2 separate regions of the Drosophila melanogaster genome follow, and region 2 is linked to region 1. A link is a contact called in public Hi-C data. All regions are on one chromosome and are shown on one strand. Each heading gives the region's core, a stretch centred on a gene start, on an enhancer-like site or on the middle of the called end of the contact. The rest is flanking DNA. Distances are from core to core; before and after follow the strand shown. Region 1 holds the start of Cpr73D (Cuticular protein 73D). Region 2 holds the start of CG3764.

What was found. Hi-C and Micro-C count contacts between places; a contact is called where the count stands out from the background.
Region 2: a contact with region 1 is called in a Hi-C map of the S2 cell line, with 4 times the contacts expected there. The contact joins the promoter of CG3764 here to the promoter of Cpr73D in region 1. A contact is called at or near these places in 9 of 107 Hi-C or Micro-C datasets (the D17-c3 cell line, the Kc167 cell line, the S2 cell line and 1 more) and 1 of 6 datasets of contacts at active chromatin or transcription factors (the S2 cell line).

What each region holds. Positions count from the first base shown.
Region 1 is chr3L:16,955,077-16,961,000 of dm6, forward strand. Cpr73D (Cuticular protein 73D) reads right to left here and starts at 2,613. Exons shown (of 5, transcript NM_001316452.1): 1 at 1,949-2,613; 2 at 250-456. It overlaps Ogdh (Oxoglutarate dehydrogenase), which reads left to right. Exons shown (of 13, transcript NM_168704.4): 2 at 252-466; 3 at 4,023-4,140; 4 at 4,209-4,346; 5 at 4,629-4,808. The coding sequence starts at 4,045.
Region 2 is chr3L:17,009,674-17,015,597 of dm6, forward strand. CG3764 reads right to left here and starts at 2,892. Exons shown (of 7, transcript NM_001275048.1): 1 at 1,716-2,892. The coding sequence starts at 1,993. CG6664 reads right to left here. Exons shown (of 5, transcript NM_168710.3): 2 at 5,468-5,585; 3 at 5,314-5,404; 4 at 4,320-5,231; 5 at 3,213-4,256. The coding sequence starts at 5,583. The coding sequence ends at 3,777.

The sequences.
Region 1 (5,924 bases), core at 1,363-3,862:
AACATATGTTTCTCGCTTTTCTTTTGAAAATTTCGTTTCAATGTTTCTTAAATAACTTGATATGATTTCACGGATATTCAAAATGGAAAAGTGTCAAGCAGAAGTCAACCCAATCGTGGTTACAAAAAAATAATAATAATAAAATAATAATAATAATAATAATATCTTGAACCTATATTATTAAATTAAAGGTATCAAATGGTTTAAGTAGATTACGGAAAAATTTTGAATTCTTTACATATTACTTACAGACTTTTTACATCGCGCCTTTCATGATCTTCCACAGTGGCGCCATCTGCAGTCGCATAGGAATAAGCTCTGTATGCTAGTGTTACCGCTCACCAAAACTGTAAAAATAATCGATATCTGGCACAAAACGATAGCGTTTCGATATGTTTGAGAGTCCAGGCCGTGCGCTAGCATTAACAGTCCCACCACTAACGCAAAAGTTTTCGGCTGTAAAAACGTAAATATTTAAACTTTAAGCAAGTTTAGTGTAAAAATAATCAAATCATGTGCGTTAATTTGCAAAAAGTCTGCGGGGCTATGGTCCATTTAGACTTAGTACTGGATTCAGCGGAAAACTCGCATTTCGCGTGCTTTTCACTTGTCCCACATTCGAGGTCCGCTTTTGCATCATGTGGAATTCCAGGAATTACCATCATCGTTTCAGCGATCAATGAGACACTGCCGCGTGTTCCCCTTTCTAAAAAGTGCATTTAGCAGGCATTTGATTGGTATTTTCCAACGTTTTTCCCCATTTAATTTCAAGGACTGTTCTTATATAATTGGAAAAGTGCAGGTGGGCGTCTCGTCGGCGGAAAAGCGCTTGCGCCGGCCGCCCCAAATGAAAAGTGAAATTTCGCAATGCAAAACAAGCGACGTCGGCGACGTCACATGTGGTTTTTTGTAAAATTAACTTGCCGCATTGATGACGCAATTGACCGAGTGCCGCGTGTGCTTTTCTCCCCGCCGCCCAATGAATCATCAATCAAAAGCAATGGCAATAGCAACAGCAAACCGCAAAGAAAGCGCGCGGCCGCATTGTCTGGGGCAGCACAACTAGTTATTTTTTTCTGCTGACGGATGTGGATCATCTGCCACAACCTATCATAAGTCGGCTGCAAAGGCCCCAGATCGGGAATAGTAACCACAAAAGTATTATAGTACTACGGAACCTCTACCTCCCCCTCGCACCCCGCTCCGCAATTACTTCATGCCCTTGGACCGCTCTTCTTCTTCTTCGCCTAGAGGGGGCTCGTCCAGGGTTTTTTTTTAATGGAATGCAAAACCCCACTGAGTGCGTCTCTCTTGCCTTCTTATACCCTTTTATAGGGTATCATGGCAATTTAATGTTTTACGCCAACTACGATAATAGCTTTTATTCAGTCTTAGACTAATTGGTACACTGATATCTACATAGTTATCATTCGATAGTCAAATTACCATTTCCGCTATTTTTTAGAGCAACATTAAAATTTACATTTTGCCACAAAAACCAAATAATAGTTTTTTATATAACTTTCTACATTATACATTTTTTTCGATAGAAAGTTAAACTATTAAATACTATAAAATACAACAATTCTAAAATAACTAAGAGTATCTAATGATCGGTGCCTCTTGAGTGTTCATTAATTTCGCACTCGCATCAAGGTAAATGGTTGTGTCTGGTGTGTGAACTTGAAACTTTATTGATTAGCGGAAAGGTAATTGATACACGCACAAATTCACTTGCGCTTGACCTATTAAATGCACTGTGAAAAATATGTTAAGAAATTGTTAAGATGTGATTCTGGATAGTGTACCAAATTTAATTTGAGTTGAGAAATCTTTTAGATATACAAACATTTTGTATTTTAATATTGTTTCTCGTTGTCTTTGGTATTATGTGATAAACAAGTTCTATGAATGTATTATACATTTTATTTTTTTGTGTATATCATACCGCTTTTTCTCTCCTCTCGTTTTTGGCTGTGTGGGCGGCATTCTTTGAAATGCCGGCTGACGAACGGACTTTGGGATTGTTGTAAACAAATTCGGGCTATAAATACGCAAGACATGGGCAACAACCAGGAGGCGAGGCGGTTAGATAAACGGAGGAAGTGCGGTCAATATGTAGATACATGAGTATGTACCTGACTGTTATCAGGTCCACCGATCGGCGACCGACCCAACCCCCTTTTGCCAGAAGATAAAGATACAACGCCGAGTTGTCATGTGGCCGCTTTGTGTGTTTTTATCACACACACACTCTGTATTTTTCTTCCAAGCTTGCAGCCCGCTCGGCGGTTCGTGAAGAGCAAATTCGATTTCTAAATTTTATATTTCACTCTCGAAGGCGGCCGCTTTTGTATTTTCGCTTCAGTCGACGCGCAGCACTCAGCACGAACAAACGTTTGACGCGTATCTGCGAGATACGGATACGAGTACGACGAGTACATATATTCGGTTGGTTTTTGGAGCAATCGCATGCAGTATATGCGTATATATTATACGGTGTCTTGATTCATTCCACCGCGGTGCAGTGCATATACAGTCGGAACTAGACCTTCCACCGACCGAAAGCCTAATGGATTTTTCCAGTCATGCTTCGAATTGTGGAACTGCAAGCTCATCCGTCGGACTATTTCACACTAATTAGCTCCATCATCTGGCCGTTCTAATAACTCAGCTGCTCTCACGCGAGCAGCTCTTCGTTTTTTTATTTTTTGCACTTATGTAATGTGTTTTCGTAACATCGACGTCGAGCAGAATATAATTGCAGGGAAAGCAGTATGTGAAAAGCGCCAGCACAAAACAAGCAAACAGATAAATGACACTGAAAGAAAATGTCGGGCTGCTAAATTGAATTATCTATTGTGGGGTGGACAATGTAACTGTAATTGTAGCTATGACCGAATCAAATAACCCGAGTGATGCACTTTCAAATACTTAGCTTTGACCACTCCAAACCGGTTAGCCGTTCCAATTGTTTTCTTTCATTTTTTGTGCTCTCATATCTGGGGGCCAGTATTTTGTAATCACTTCATTTGGATCGTCTGGCCAGCATGCGTTCGTCGATAAGACATGTGACCTGGCCACGCATTCGTTGCCCCATAAGTTCTCATTCCGAATTTCATTCAATTTGTACGTATTTTTTGCACGACTGGCTTTAGATAGGGATTCAATTACGACATCCGCACGCGCTAGCCTATCGCCAATAATTTGATTAATAACTTGACAAATTCTGGAAGTGCTGGCGTGGCATGACTGGAGGCCGGTTAAGCGCCCTCCTCTTATCACTGAATTGCGTCTAGAGGGTTCTGCGTTTAGTCATGGACCACAGGAATTTATAACTCCAAGCCAGGGACATTCGCTCTTGACGCCTTTGCGTTATCTGGGCAAACTCGTTTTGGGCCAAATACCCAGGTGAATGCTCACTGTGATTCGGAGACGGCAAACAAAAAGTGAGGGCAAATATTCACAACTGATTAAAAGTTGGGAAACGAACAAACTGCGCAAAAAGCAGCTGGCTCTCCCTATATAAAACCCCCCCATTTCACCATTATATTTGGGGGCCAAAGTATCTCCGCCATTTCTTGGCTGATTATCAAAAAAGCGAGCGACGGACTGGCGTATGGCATCACGTGTGCTTTTTTCCACCAAGCGATCCCCCGATCTCAACGGTCTAGTCTGGCTTTGGACGTATGTAAATTCCCCCCGCATCCATTCAATTGTGAACTTGTTTCGTGAGCGTGAGGGAATTTCATAACTGGCCCACTGGCCTGGCAACGAGTTCGGAACATTCGGTTGATCGGTGACACAGTTAAAACCCAGAACATGACCATGACGTAAAAACTTCTAGGCTATCTTATCGCGTTTACAGCAGCCGAGGGTCAGGAGTTCGGTGTTTAGGGGGTGGCACTGGCACTATCTTTTACGTGGCTTGTTTGTCAACAAAGCCGCCATCGATTAATCAGTTGGAAGTGATATAATAGTGGGCTGATAAGATCTTCACTAAGATTGTCTCTTTCTTTCAGTTCTATTTTGTAAAGCTACAAAATGCATAGAGCCCACACAGCCTTCAGCCTGGCCTTGTCGCCGATGGCGCACAAGAACTTCGCCACATGGCTGCTCAAGAGCAGCAGCAGTCAGCAGGTGAGTTTGGTCGATATAACCATAACTCCAAAGAAAACCCCAACTAATGAGCCCCCAATCTTTGGCAGATGGCCAAGGTAACTGCAGCGGCCGCTGTGCGCACCTACAACTCCGCAGCTGCCGAACCTTTTGCCAACGGCAGCACCGCCTCCTACGTGGAGGAGATGTACAACGCCTGGCTTCGGGATCCCACTTCCGTGCACACCGTAAGTATCCCTATTAAACAGGGTTTTATTTCTGCGCCTTTTTAAATTCAACTCTTGATTTTGAGTCATCGATAAACCAGTTTCTAGTGTTTATTTCTGAAGCGGAAGTGCTTTATTACCTTTTAAAAACCACTTAAAAATGTTAAGAGCTTATACTAAAGGGAACCAAACTTCTCTGCAATAAAAAATATAATAAAAGCCTAATAAAACGGTGATCCTGGAATAATGCATTCACAATAAATGACATGACAATAAATCCTTATTGATTCATTCTTCTTTTAGTCCTGGGACGCGTACTTCCGCAGCAACAGCTACGTTAGCCCGCCCAACTTGGCGCCCGTGCAGGCCAACACTCTGCCGCTGACCGCCTTCAACTTTGGAGGAGCCGTCGCCGGCGCTGCGCCCGACTCCAAGACCATTGACGACCATCTGGCCGTCCAGGCCATCATCAGGAGCTACCAGGTATGTCGACTCGTGCTGGCTCAATTACTTGGTTTCCAGCCGATCGGTGGAGATTGCAGCCAGAGTTGGCTCTTTTTGTTTTGTTCTCCTAGGTTCAGTTAATGTTTATGTTTAGATTATGATCAGTAGAGTTGCCTTTGCCCCCCCTTATGTGTGTTCACAATTGTCCATTTACCCAGACCAAATCATTTCGAATCCAGTATTCATGGTAGATTAGAAAATACTTCGTTGACTCACCCACGCCATCCACAGTATCCATAGAGTTAGACATTCACTCCTTCATGAGTAGTTTGGTTTTCTGTTCGATCACATCCATTTCGGTTCACCAAATAGTTATATATTAAGGGGATTTGTCACTTTTGATTGCACCATTCCTCATTAGCTAATAAGATAAATAAATATCGAAATTATTTGCAATTATCCAAGGGTATTCTGATTAAATTGCCAGAGAAGCAGTTAATTTTAATTTGCATATGATATACATTTTTGCTAAAGTTAAGCCTGTTGTTTTTTAGCTTGTTAAGTTTCTAAAGCCATACGATAACTTCCTGGCGTACGCATTTAACTTGATATACCTATGTCCTATGATCTACCCTGTACACCTCTTTACATATAATCAACCAATCTGTCTACGATATGTATGTACCATATAGTCACGAGGTCATTTGGCATCTGATCTGGATCCGCTTGGAATTTTGACTCGCGAAAAAACCGTCTGCAAGGATGGGCTAGCACGTCGTGCTAACGAAGATGTGCTCAGGCAGCACTCTGGGTTTTTGTTTGGTAAATTCTTTTACACAACTGTTTCATTTAACCCCCAGTCGCACCACTCAATCCCAAACCTGATGCACCATCCTGCTACTACCCACTCGCCTAGTTACTAAGTTCAGCACTCAAACTTACGCAATTGGTTTTGAAAGTAACTCGTGCTTACCATTTAACAGCCGAAGAAGGTTAAATGAAATTCGGAGTTGATGAGGAAGGGACACATGACCCTTTGTAGGATTAAGTTAGCGAGTTCCGTTTAGTTGAAGGTTTTTTTAATATTTCCTGTAAGTAACCTTGGTGTTTGGCTTTCTCGAAGTTTGTATCTTTCCGTTAAGGTTTATTCTTAAG
Region 2 (5,924 bases), core at 1,642-4,141, 55 kb after region 1:
TGAACTATATGCACATTAGAAGTTTCATAAAACTAAACAAATAAATACTTTTTCGCAGAACTGTAAACTTATCCGTTTTGATTTCGCAAAAATTAAAAATACTTGTATATTGTAGTTGTATAAAAGGTGTCAATAATATTGCGTTCCTAGAAAAGCGGACGTGGGTGTGTCCGCCAGTTAACCGTTAACAGAGCATCCCGCAATCACAGTACCATTCACACTCGCAGTCACAGCAACAGGAACCAAAGCCACAATCAGAGCCCACGCACAAGTTAAGCAAAAAGTGTCAAAAATAAACATTGTAAGCCGTATGCAGCAGCATACATAAGTAAATAGTGTAATAAATAATAATGAAATGAGAATTAAGCGCAAAGGCAACAAAAACAATGCGCCGCGCCAACAACAAAAAGTGTATGACATAATAATCACGAGAGCAGGCCGCGACCGCCGATTAGCAAGTCATGTGATTCGCTTTTATTTACATTTGCGCCTGACGTTGCCGCCGCCTTCCCCCGGCACGTACCCGTAAAAGTATACCAACGTACGCCTACGTCTGCGTGAGTGCGAACGAGAGGGCATCGCACACGACGCGATAACGAATGAAGCCGAGAACAATCCGATCGCTTTGTGGGCCGTAGAGGAGAGCCATGTAGTGCGTTGGGAGAGGTAGAGCATAGTGGGGCACAGTTATTTGCGCGCGCAGCTCGATCGATGGGTTTGGAGCCATGCGAGCGAAAGAAACGGCAATGGCCAAACATCAACGCACCTCCTCGCACACATGCACCCACCATGACTACCCAATATGCACTGCTGGGGGTGTTGGGTGATTTAGGGCTTGTTGTTGGTTTCTTCGTGGAGCTGGTTGTGATGCAGGCTATCGTTATCGATATAAGTACAGTGAAGCGCAGCAAGAACCATATTATTCGCCTGTGATAAATTATTAAATATAAATTTAAATCGCAAAAAATAGTAGAAAACTACAACATTTTACATTAACATTGTTTAGTTAAAAACAACAAAACCGACTCAATATAAATATGTATTTACTTTAATAAATCTGAATTTTTACCAGTTTTTAAAATGTAAGAAAAGAAGAATAATCCTTCTTAACTGCAAGCACCTGAAATAGGAATTTCTTTCAAAAACAGATCAGGTAGCTTTAAGAAGAACCCACTGTGGCTATAACAACAGAGGAACCAAGATAATGCGCCTCCTTTGTTACGTTTTCGAGGCAGCTGCAAACGCATCTTTGTAATCCCCTCAGATTTTGCTTTCACTGCCATTTCACTGTGGATTTGCGTCCTTTCATGTTGGCCAGACTGGCAGATTCTATCGAATAAGGCGGCAAGCGGCGTACGTGACGATGATTAGTGCATGCCGAATTTGTGTGCTGGGTTATCGTCCTCGTTTTACTCTTTGCCAATTTGCGTACGAAGCACGGGTGTAGGAGGAAGAGGAAGTGCAGGTGGTGCAAGAGAGAGGAACATGAGTGCCGGTGGAGGGGGCGGGGCGTATATGTATGTACATACATACATATGTATAGTGTGAAACGCATCATGAGAACGCCTTTTCGCACGTCTCTCTTTGTGTGAATGTATGTGCTTCCGAGTGATTTTGCAGCTGCACCTATTTTCCCCCTTTGTTGTGCGCGCATTTTATCGATACACTAATACCGGGTGTTAGGCAGTTTTGTTGTTAAAAAGATAAACACTTACCTTAGATAATTTCGCGAAGTTTGTTTTGTAGCTTTTGCGGACGACGAACTATTGCCAGCAGAGGCCGTGGCAGCGACGCCGGCAGAGGCGTGAGCTGTACGTGCCGGCAATGTTGTTGTAGTAGCTGATGTTGCTGTTCCTGTAGTTGCTGTTGTTGTTTGGCTATTAATTAGCGCTGCTGCTGCTGCGGACGCTGCGGTCAGCGTGGGCGCTGCCGCTAAATTCGCTGGTGTTGTTGGTGTTGCCGACGGAAAGAAGAGTTTATTCAATAGGGCCATAATAAGACACGATGTCCGCAATCTGTTAATAAACACATCTGGCCAATCGAAATCTCAGAATCGAAGATCGAATATTGAATTTATTTCTGATTTTGTGTGGAAATGGAAATAAAACACAGACACGCACGCACACAAACAAGGGCGCACTTTTCGCTTTCCTTGGAATGAGTGGTTGTTGCTGTTGTTGTTGGCGAAAGAGACGTCTACCGTTACACGCGCGCCTGCCAGAGCGAGATGGCGGATGCTGCACAATCAAAACCAAAACTTTCGCTTTGCACTTTTCTTTCTTGCACTGCTTCTGATCTATCTGATCTCTTCCTGTACACAAACACACACATACGCACTTGCAGTGGAATTTATTTGATTGAGCAAAAATAATATATGGCTATTTTTGTGTTATTTTCGCGAATCGGCTGCGGAAGCGACACAGGTTCTTTACCGTTCCACATCGAAATGAGAACCGAATATCGCTGGCGTCCGCTTTAAAAAGTTTGCAAGAGACGCGTCGCAGTCGTTAAATGTGTGTGAGTGAAAGAGAGGGAGAGCGGCAGCAGCGTTTAAAGAGCACCATCTGTGTTTGTTTGTTTGAGTGTGTGTAAATGGTTTTCTGTCGTTGCTACCAATGCGAGCTTCTTTTGGCCAATACACACTTTTTTGTTGTCATTTATCATTGACTTCCCACTTCCTGCCCACCTATTTCACCGTCTTTCTCTCGGTTCTCAGATCAAAGTCAAGTCACTTATTTTAATTGAACACTTTGCGGCTTTGTTTGCTCTCGCTCGAGGTGTTACACTCCGCTTTTTGGCCTGGCCCAAAGGTTAGTCTTTGGTCTTAACGCTTCGCGCTGACTGTTTGGCCTTTATTTACAATCACAAACACAAACAACACAAGAGCATTTTGCAACGCGAAGTTAGCTGCAGCTGCGCGCCAGTGTGTGCACGCCAAGTGGCAGAAGTATGAAGGCAGTTTTAGGGGATACTTTAAGTGTTGCCCCACCATTTGTCGTGCATTTAACGGAAATTCGAAAATTCTTGTTCTTGTGGTTCGTCAAAAGAAAAAAATGTTATTTCTGAAAACATATTTTAAAAAAACCTATCAGATGATGTTTACAATTCATATATTGTAGTGTCTACAGTTGTACTTTCTACAATTTTGAAAACCTTGCACCTCGAATTTAAACAAAATTTAATTTAAAAAAATTCTGGACGAATTTTTATTTAATTTTAAATTGTTGAACTTTATTTTTGTTGGCTTACATAAACATACTTCAAAATTTTTTAGGCCCACATGCGAAGGAATTGTGGGAAAATGGTTTCGACATGAATAGAATTCACCCTTTTTATAAATTCATACGATCTGGTTAGCGTGTGCTGTCCATCCTCATTCTCATCCTCTATATCCTCCATATCTCATTATTAGCTGTGTTTTACTTAACTTTAACTGGAACCGAGCGAAATTAGAAAAACATTCAAATCTTAAACATTAGCGCTAAATATTCGTTCGCCTAGGAATTCCGTTATTGAAAGGTTTTAAGAGATTTTGATCAAATAGAACATACATATACATATTAACCATATATAAATGTGGCGACTTTGAGTCGCCCTGGAGAAGCTTACGATAGTTACTTTCTCATCTTTTGTTTCTGTGTTTTCTTATGTTTTTAGGATCGTTAAACTGGTTGCTTGCATGCGTGCGTGTTTATGAATATAGTGTGTTTTCGTGTGAAAGTGTGTGAATAAGTCATGATTTTTCTGTATCCCTGTGCGAGAGCTACTGCATCCTCCTAGTCCTTGCAGGTGGACGTGTCCATTGGACTGGCTGGCTGGATAAAGGCCGTGGCCGCCGAGCTGGGCGGATTGGTTGGCGTAAACGCCGACAGTGAGGAGTTGCTGCTGCTGTTAACAAGATTGCCGCTGGACGAGTTGTTCAGGCTGATGTTCATCAAATTGGACGACGACGACGAAGCGCTGGAGTGGCTAGTGAGCTGGGCCAGCAGACCTCCACCTCCACCGCCGGCCAAGAAGGTGGCACTGCCGCCAGCCGAATTTGACGAGCCAAGGCTTAGGCGTTCGCCTCCCAGATTCGAGAGAAAGCCGCCAGCGGCATTCCCAGCTGATACGGACGCGGACGATGAGGAGCTGCCGGTTCCCAAAATGCCCAGCAGTGGGTTGGTTGAGGTCAGCACGTTCGGTGCGGAAGTGTTCAGGCCCAGCATGGGCGTTGGCAGTGCTGGCTTTATGAAGCGTTCGCTGGCACGACGATTCTGAAACGAAGAATTTTTAATTTTACAAATCTGGAAAGCAACATTTCACAATATCGTACTCACCACTAGCTGGCCGCAGGCATAGCAGCGGTTTTGCACCGCCGTGCCCGGACTTAGAGGTCGGCTACTCGAGGGACTGTGGGAGACGGGACTGCTGATGGTGCGTTGACGTTGGGCGCTCACCGCTGAAGCTGCGGCGGCGGCTGCTGCCGTCGCTACAGCGAACGAACCGCCTCCCATCAGGTTCTCGTTGTAGAAGCGTTCCTCGTCCATCTCCAGCGAGGATTCCGATTCGGAGAGGTGCCGGCATAGGGCTTCGCGGCGCTCCACCTCCTGCTTTAGCTTGCGCTGAAGGCGAGCGTTTTCCTCGCGAATCGACTTCTCTTCCTGCGCATACTGCTGTGTTTTGATAGTGGCTTCCTTCTGAGCGCTCGCCAGGTCGGAGCGATAGCGAAGCACTTCGGAGCGCAGAATCTGGATATGAGCACTCAAACTGGTGGCCGTATCGCCACCATTGGCATGGGCGTTGTTTGTGATGTCTCGCGGCGTAGTCGGATCGGAAACCGGCTGATCCAGCTTGATTTGCAGCGAACGCTTCTCGGTCTCCAGCTTGTCCATGCGCTTCCACAGCTTGTTTACAAGAGCTTCCTGTTCCTGCTCAAGCGTGTTCTCCAACTCGACCATTTCGCGGCGCAGCTGCTCGAGATTGGTCTGCTTGTTGTCCGTCTCCGCCTGGAGCTTCTCAATCTTGCGCATAAGCTTGTTGACGAGGCACTCCTGCTCCTGCTCAAGTGTCTGCTCCAGCTTGCACTTCTCCTGACGCAGCTGGTCGAGCTTCCGGGAGAGATCGTTGGTCAGACACTCCTCCTCGCGCTCGTAGTGGTGCGCCAGAGTCTCCTTCTCCTTTTTGAGGGCCTGAATCTTTTTTAGCAGCGTGTTTGAGATGTATTCTTCCTCCTGCTCGGCTTTGGCTTGCTGTGAAAGTAAACAAAGGTAAATTGAGGCAACTTTTGTGAAACTCAATTTCAATTTGATATAACATAAAAGTAGTACTAACAATGATGACTGAGGCTTGCTTGAGGCAGCGATTCTCCTCTTGCACCACTTTGCACTTGGTCTTGAAGGTATCCAGTTCGGCTTTCAGCACCCTAGAAGCGTAGAGTCATATTATTTGTGGTAAAAATGCATTTTAAAAATAGTGTCTGACTTACTTGTTCTGCTGGGTGAGCGATTCGATCCTCTTCTGGAGTTGCTCCCGGGAAACTGGGCTTGGTGGCAGCATGGTGCCACCGTCCAGCGAACTTTCGGATTCACAGGGACTTTCCATGCCTGCAAAACTAAAGGTAAATGGCCCAGTGCCATTACGTTTTTTGAGCATATACATATATGTATGACGAGAAATAATGTATGCCAGTCGCTTTTTAAGCACATATATATTATACATATGTGCATGAGTACATATATATGTGGCGACTGGCTGTTCTTTATTCTTGAATTCGTCTGCGCCCCGTGAGGAACAAAGAATAAAGAAATCGGTCGGTGGTGGTGTTTGGTTTTGGCCCTGATCCGATGCAAAAGTTTAACCTTCAGCTGTGATTTTCTGTGCATCTGGCTTGATGCAATTTTTCGGAAATCGATAGAAGGGCAAGGTCGGCGAAGGAAGGGTTT